Linked DNA regions of Mus musculus: region 1 is linked to region 2. The links are chromatin contacts, called in public ChIA-PET maps. All regions are on one chromosome and are shown on one strand. The core of a region is the stretch at or near the end of the contact, and the rest is flanking DNA. Distances in the headings are between cores, read along the strand shown. Region 1 holds the start of Srpk2 (serine/arginine-rich protein specific kinase 2). Region 2 overlaps Srpk2 (serine/arginine-rich protein specific kinase 2).

Evidence for each region. ChIA-PET counts read pairs in DNA pulled down with a chosen protein or histone mark.
Region 1: an RNA polymerase II ChIA-PET map of effector CD8 T cells shows a contact between it and region 2, with 79 read pairs. The contact joins the promoter of Srpk2 here to the enhancer-like site in region 2. A contact is called at or near these places in 2 of 39 promoter capture datasets (hematopoietic stem and progenitor cells and maxillary cranial neural crest), 4 of 484 Hi-C or Micro-C datasets (the STO cell line, embryonic stem cells, muscle stem cells and 1 more), 5 of 115 datasets of contacts at active chromatin or transcription factors (the SCID.adh cell line, effector CD8 T cells and embryonic stem cells) and 2 of 9 other capture datasets (adipose tissue and pancreatic islet).

Annotation. Positions count from the first base shown.
Region 1 is chr5:23,673,891-23,677,368 of GRCm38.p6, forward strand. It overlaps Srpk2 (serine/arginine-rich protein specific kinase 2), which reads right to left and starts at 2,077. Exons shown (of 16, transcript NM_001359173.1): 1 at 1,968-2,077; 2 at 1,830-1,884. The coding sequence starts at 1,983.
Region 2 is chr5:23,636,072-23,639,709 of GRCm38.p6, forward strand. All of the region lies in intron 2 of Srpk2 (serine/arginine-rich protein specific kinase 2), which reads right to left. Among named protein-coding and RNA genes, the nearest start is that of Srpk2, 38 kb to the right of the region's middle. Within about 2 kb of position 1,445, at least 57 of the 459 cell types and tissues checked have an H3K27ac peak or open chromatin away from gene starts, as enhancers often do. A contact at or near this core is called in the SCID.adh cell line and effector CD8 T cells, where this site is marked.

The sequences.
Region 1 (3,478 bases), core at 827-3,326, 38 kb after region 2:
AACTACTGAGCCACGATAGCACTTTGAGGGGTGGGAGGGTGAAACAGGGTTTCTCTGTATAGCCCTGGCTGTCCTGGAACTAGCTCTATAGATCAGGCTGGCCTCAAAACTTACAGAAACTCTCCTGCCTCTGCCTCTCCAGTGTTGGAATTAAAGGTATGTACCATCACTGCCCCGGGGAAATAGAACTAGTTTTTAAAAAGCATAAACTATCAGAAGCCTACATTGAGTTTCAGCATTTTAAATATCCCATATCTGATATCTGAGCCAGGGAGATGGCTCAGGGTAACAGTGCTTATCACCATGCCTGACAATTGGAGTTCAATCCCACAGACCTACACATAACAGAGAATCAATCCTTTTCTCTTTCTTTCTTTCTTTCTTTTTCTTTTTTTTTTTTTTTCCTACAGACCCAGTATTCCCAGGTAGTCTCCCATCTGAATACTAACCAGGCTTGATCTTGTTCAGTTTCCGAAGCTATGGTCAGAGAATCAAACGCTGAAAGTTGTTCCTTGACTTCCACAGGTGTCAAGGCTCTTACACATCCAAACCCAAACACACACACAAAATAATAAAAATAAAAACCTTTTTTAATTTTCAATGTTTACCTTCCAATTTTCAAGTCTTTTTGCCTCCTAAAAATAGATTTCTTTCATATTTATATATCCACATCTTAGGAAATCCTATACATACAGTCAAGTTATATTCAATTTTGAATGAAGACAATCCTGCCAGTTTTCCTAGATGTCACCAAATGTGTGGGAAATCCCTGCTGGGCCAATACAAATTATAACCACCACCTAAGAGAGCAGAGGGTTATCCCACCCCTTGCAAAATAAAGATAGACAAATATTTCGTAATTTTATTAAAGGCGAATTCTGTCTTTCTCTATAGTACCAAAGACACCACACAAATTTCTTGCGCAAAAGGAACAGCGAAGCAAACAATGTGAGCAAAGATGTTGATAGCTGGTCCAGCAAACCCAGAGAGAGAGGAAAGAGAAACACGCGGCGGCGCTCTGACGCCTAGGAAAACCCAGCTCTCGGGGAAAGGCTTCTCCGACAGCAGCTGCCCAACTGGGCTGCAGGTCCAGGCTGGAGGTGGCTGGCGCTGGCACATTTGAAATATCATAGTCGGTGGATCCAGTCCGGAGCACCACGCGGGACCCGCCCGCGCACACACCCACAGCCCACTGCAGCAAGCGACCTGGGCGCAGCCGCAGCACGCAAGTAACGCTCGACCCGAGCAGAAAGTTTCGAATGAAAAACCCGAGCGCCGAAACGCACCGGTCCCGGAGCTGAACTCACGCCAGGAACAACGCCCGGAGCCAAACCACTTGACAAGCAGCTCGGGTTTTCAGCTGGCTGGCCCAGGCGGGACCGGGAGGTGGCAGAGGCGGCAGCGCACTGGCTCCCGCAGCCCAGGTGTCAGCCGCGCCGCCGCCTCCCTCCCGTGCCCACTATCCGACCCGTGCGGTACAGGCACTGGGGTGCGGATCAGGGATGTGGATAAGGGGCTCAGGATACGGATCAGGGACGCCGATCCGGGGCGCGGGATGAGGATCGGGGACGCGGGGCACGGGGCACGGGGCGCGGGGTCGAGTGCAGAGCCCGGGCGGCTCGCAGGCTGACGGGCCAGGTCGCGGCTCCGGAACCCGCGGCCGCGCGCCCCTCCCCCCACCCCTCCCCCGCCGGGGCACGTAGAGCCGGCGCCGCGTCCCGGGAGACCCACCGCCCGCGGCCCGGGGACCGGGAAGCTCTGCCTGCGCGGCCGCAAGCAACATTCAGCGAGGCGGGGCGGGGTCGGGACCAAGCGCCGCGCGGACTCACTTTTTCGGATGTTTCTCTCTTTTCGGCCTCCGCTTTCGGGCCTGAATGGCCAGCACTGGGGAGAGAGAAGACACATTAACGGTCGGGTTGGCCGCCTGCGTGCCGCGAGGCGGGGCGGGGGCCGCTCGCGCCGCTCACCTTTCCTGGAGCTCATTCCGACTCGGGGCAGCCAGGCGGGGGGCTCCGCGGCGGAGGCGGCGGCGACGCGACAGTCAGCCGCACCGGGATGCAGCCTCCACTCGCTCGCCGGCCGAGGAGGCGGGAACCGCGCCTGCGCCGCCGCGGCCTCTCCCGCGGGGGCCAATGAGACCCGCCCCCGCGGCCCCGCCCCGCAGCCCCGCCCCCTCCGCGCCCCCCTCCGCAGCTCTGGAGCACGGGGGTCCGGACCCCGGCCGCGCCCTTATCACTCGCTCGGCGGCCCACCTGTGCTGAAGGGCGGTTGCGCGCTCACGGTTCCCCGCGCCCACGGCCCCCTCGCCCACGGCCTCCCGCGCCCACGGCCTCCACCTCCTTGCTTTTACGGCCGCCGCAGGCCACCCGTTCCCGGGCACTAGGCCCAGCCGCCGACCCTTCCTCCCAGCCACCGCTCCGCACCCCGGCTGGTCGTGCCGCACGCCTCTCCATGCGCTCTTCCTTGGCCAGCGCCTTGGCGGGTCTCTCGCCACCTCTCTCAGGCGGCCTCCTCTATCCCTTTGCATCTCTACATCCTTGCATCCCTATGAGCGCCGCTTCCTCCTCTCCGGCGGGCGTGGAAAGGGCACAAGACCAAGAGCTGAGGAACCTGGGTCCTTGAGTGTCTGTGTGACCTTGGAGAAGTGATTTTCCTCTCTTTTCCTACTCCATTAGGCTGCGTGAGTTTAACGAAGGAAAGATGCACACAGCTTAAATGGAAAGTTTGTCACAGAAAGCCTAATTTTCTAAATACCATGAGATAAGAGCCTAAAACAGCAATCATGCCAAAAAGTGATTTTTTTTTTCTTCCTCCTATAATGGGGAAACTAAACCCTAAATAGGTCAAACAGTTCTACCAGCCTGTATTTCTATTCAGGCCTGGCTGGTTTCTCTTTCTGCCTTCCCAGGCTACCTGGTTTCTCTTTCTACCTTCCAAGGCTATCTAAGATGCAAATCACGCTGACTGACACGTAGTTACCACTTCAGTGTTCTCTTGTCTCTTTGAACAATTACAGTATCTTAAAGATACTGGTCCTGAACACTCAGTCCTTCATTGGTTACAATTGTATCGTTGAGTTACAACTGTATCACTGAGTCTTACTCTAAAGATGTCCCAACAAACAGGAAAGGCCGCTCCAAGTTTGAAAAGATTTTACTTTCTCCATTTTTTTTTTCAAAAAATCTGAAACATACAAGAAAAATGCAGTAATCGGCACTATTAACCCACATTCACTAGGTTTTTTTTAAACGTTTCTCCACAGTTGCTCTGTGTGTGTGTGTGTGTGTGTGTGTGTGTGTGTGTATGCATATGGTGTATTTTGCTGAGTCATTCAGTAGTTTGCAGACTGTTACCCTCCACCCCAAAAGATTTCAATACATATCTACTAAAAGCAAAGATTTTTTTTTTCTACATAATCAGAACGTTATCACTCTAAGAAAATCCAATAAAATATGTTTGGCGACATTTTTTTTCCAAC
Region 2 (3,638 bases), core at 195-2,694:
CGTGTCCCAGAATCCACAGTGACTACAAGCTTAGGAGAAGGACTTGTGTCTTGGGCCATGAAGTTGAAAATGAAGAGAAAGAGTCAAGCAAAAACCTGACCCACAGAAGAGATAGACAAACAAAATTAAGACAGATATGTCATGCCTTCATCCTGCCTTTTAGTTGCCTTGTGGGCCCGGCCAAGGAGTCAACAGTTATCAGCAAAGACCTAAGTCCCTGTTTCAGGGTTACTGCATAACCCTTGGGTCCCCCCCCCTCCCCGTGGTTTGCTATTATTCTGGTGTGTGTTTCATGATACCATAACTAAAAACCCTTTGCTAAACCTAAAAATCACAAAAACTTTTTTTCTGATAGTTTAATCCTTTTAAAATTCATTTTTACCTATTATGTAAGACATACAAGGTATCATTATTTTTTAAAATACTTGCACCAAAGTGATATTGAATTTACTGGTGTCGATTCAAAGCTTAGCTCTCACTTCAACAGGGAAACAAGGCTGTTTGGTCTGAGCCAAGTGTGAGTGCACAGACTGGGAACACAAAGTTAGGTAAGTTATCTTGAATAACAAATTTCACTGAAGATGTGGGTGCATGAATCTTTATGGTCAGAGACTAAAACAAATACGTCAAAGCATTTCCCAAAGGACCATCAGGCAGGTGGATCACAGCCAAATGGAGAACATTTTCCTGTGGCTCTAGAAATGTTCTCTAAAGACAGTACTAGCTTTGGGGATGATAGATGCAGGTGATCTGATAAGGTAATGTATTCTAAAGGCTATACCTAATAGTTGAGAGGAAAGCTACTGAAGGTAGGCACTTAAGAAAACTAAAATTGGCCTGGAGAAATGGCTCAGTGGTTAAGAGCACTGACTGTTCTTCCAGAGGTCCTGAGTTCAATTCCTAGCAACCACATGGTGGCTCAGAACCATCTGTAATGGGATCTGATGCCCTCTTCTGGTGTGTCTAAAGACAGCTACAGTGTATTCATAAAAATAAATAAATCTTAACAAAGAAAGAAAAGAATAGGAAAGGAAAGGAAAGGAAAGGAAAGGAAAGGAAAGGAAAGGAAAGGAAAGGAAAGGAAAGGAAAGGAAAGGAAAATTCTGGCTTCATAGCTGCAGTATTCCAGCTATACAACCATGAAGTTCCAACTGGTCAATTTGCCTTATAAAATCTTCAACACAGGTATGGGGAGCTGGGGGGTAATTTCCGTTTACACTAGACACGTATTTTCTGATTATCTACATTGGTCTAGGATGTAAGAATAAGAGGATAAAGAAACAGGAAACAGCCACACAACCAACCAACTCACTAAAATACAGGGCAACTTCAACTAGAAAAAGGAACTCTGCAGTTGACAGCTAAGACTGGGGGAGAATTCATAATGCTAGGGAGATGAGCAAAAACCAGACACAAAGTACAACCTTAGAGAGAAGAGGAAACCACAAGCAGCCACAAGATATCTATCAACGTATCAAGTTCGTTCAGGACCACTGAAGCAGGAACCCTCCTAGGCTTTCCATTAGCAGCCCAAAATCTCATATGCTCTTGGCTCTTAGTAGGAAGTCTGAGTGAACTAAACGCTTTTTGAAAAATGAAAAAAGCCGGGCGTGGTGGCGCACACCTTTAATCACAGCACTCCGGAGGCAGAGGCAGGCGGATTTCTGAGTTCGAGACTAGCCTGGTCTACAAAGTGAGTTCCAGGACAGCCAGGGCTATACAGGTTTTCTGTCTCAGAAAACCAAAAAAGCAAAAAAAGAAAAAGAAAAATGAAAAAACAAACAAACAAACAAACAAAATTCAATGTACTCATTGCTTAACGTAAACTAAAGCAAAATAACAAAGTTCTCAAGAAGCCTGGCTCAGAACATGCTGGAACCCTGTCCGGAAGAAGTTGTCCTATCTCCCCAAGCTAACTTTACGCCACTGCAGTGGATCAGTGCAGGCCTCCAAACAAAAAGGATTGCCTCCACCCTAGGTCACCTTCTGACAGCAACCCCTTCCTGAAGGGATAAGGACCAAGGCTTCACACCCAGTTCAGCTCAGCACAGAGCCAGAGCCAGAGCTCAGGGTGTTTTGTTCTTTCACGTGCTGCTTCTGATACCACAGAGGTTCCTCACCTGACCACTCAACCAAGACCTTCCTAGTCTCGAAAAGAATTGCTCCGTGCCTCCAGTAGGAGTGCTCACTTCAGGCCTTGGACATGGAGGGCTTTGTTTCTCTGCTCTCCTGGGTTTATCACCTGGTTGAAGGTGGGAATCACACACAGTCGTAAAACTAGCAAGTGGAACCCAAGAGGCATGTGCCTGTAATTTCAGCACATGGGAAGTGAAAGCAGGAAGATCAAGAGTTCAAGGCTATCCTTAGACTTGTTCAAGGCCGACTAGGACTAATGAGACCCTGCCTGAAAAAAACTTAAGAGGTTGAGGGTGAGTGGTTTTTGTTCAAGAAGGGTCTAATACTATATAGTGGCATGCAAGCCCAAGTTCCCATCTCTTTCAACTAACTAACATATATATATATATAATTTTTTCCCCCCAAGATAGGGTTTCTCTGTGTAGCCCTGGCTGTCCTGGAACTCACTCTGTAGACCAGGCTGGCCTCTGCCTCCCAAGTGCTGGGATTAAATTGCCCAGCAATATATTTTTAAGAAAGCAAAAAAATCATGCTATATTCCTGTGAATTTAGCACTTGAGAGGTAGAGGCAGGAGATGGGGGTTCAATGCCAATCTTGAACCATGGGGAGTTTGAGGCCAGCCTATGTTTCATGGTACCCTGTCTCAAAGAAACGAACAAAGGTCCGGGACACCAAGGGCAAGGTGAAAGAGCTACATGTCCATCTCTCAGACCAGCTACCACAGGACAAAAGAGCTACATGTCCACCACACCACCCATCATGCTAATGTTTTCTATCGAGCCTTGAAAAGGCTGTGTGTAACCTGGATTTCATGTGACACTTGTTAGGAACTTGAGGGACAGTTCCTAAATGTTTCTCAACAGACAGTGATGGGTCACAGAAAATGTGCAGTCAATACAGACCCCTTTCCAACCATTCCTAACAACTCCTGGAATTATAAGTATAGCCCATGTTTGCTCAAGGGTTATCCCACAATGAAGGAAATTTTATAATATCTGCCAGTGTAAATAATGAGTCTGTGCACTGAAGAATTCTCTGGATGTGGAAGAGCAAAGTTCAGTCATATCTGGTCCACACAGTCACATATCTGGTCCACACAGTCACATATCTGGTCCACACAGTCACATATCTGGTCCACACAGTCACATATCTGGTCCACACAGCCACATATCTGGTCCACACAACCACATATCTGGTCCACACAGCCACATATCTGGTCCACACAGCCACATATCTGGTCCACACAGCCACATATCTGGTCCACACAGCCACATATCTGGTCCACACAGCCACATATCTGGTCCACACAGTCACATATCTGGTTCACACAGCCACATATCTGGTCCACACAGTCACATATCTGGTTCACACAGTCACAACAGTAAAATGATGAAGCAAAGCATCCTCCACAATAACGAACGGAGGGCTCTGGACCAGGACACACAGGGCTGATTTACGTGGCCCCACCCTCCAGTAATGCTTGCATTAAGGGAAGCTGTCA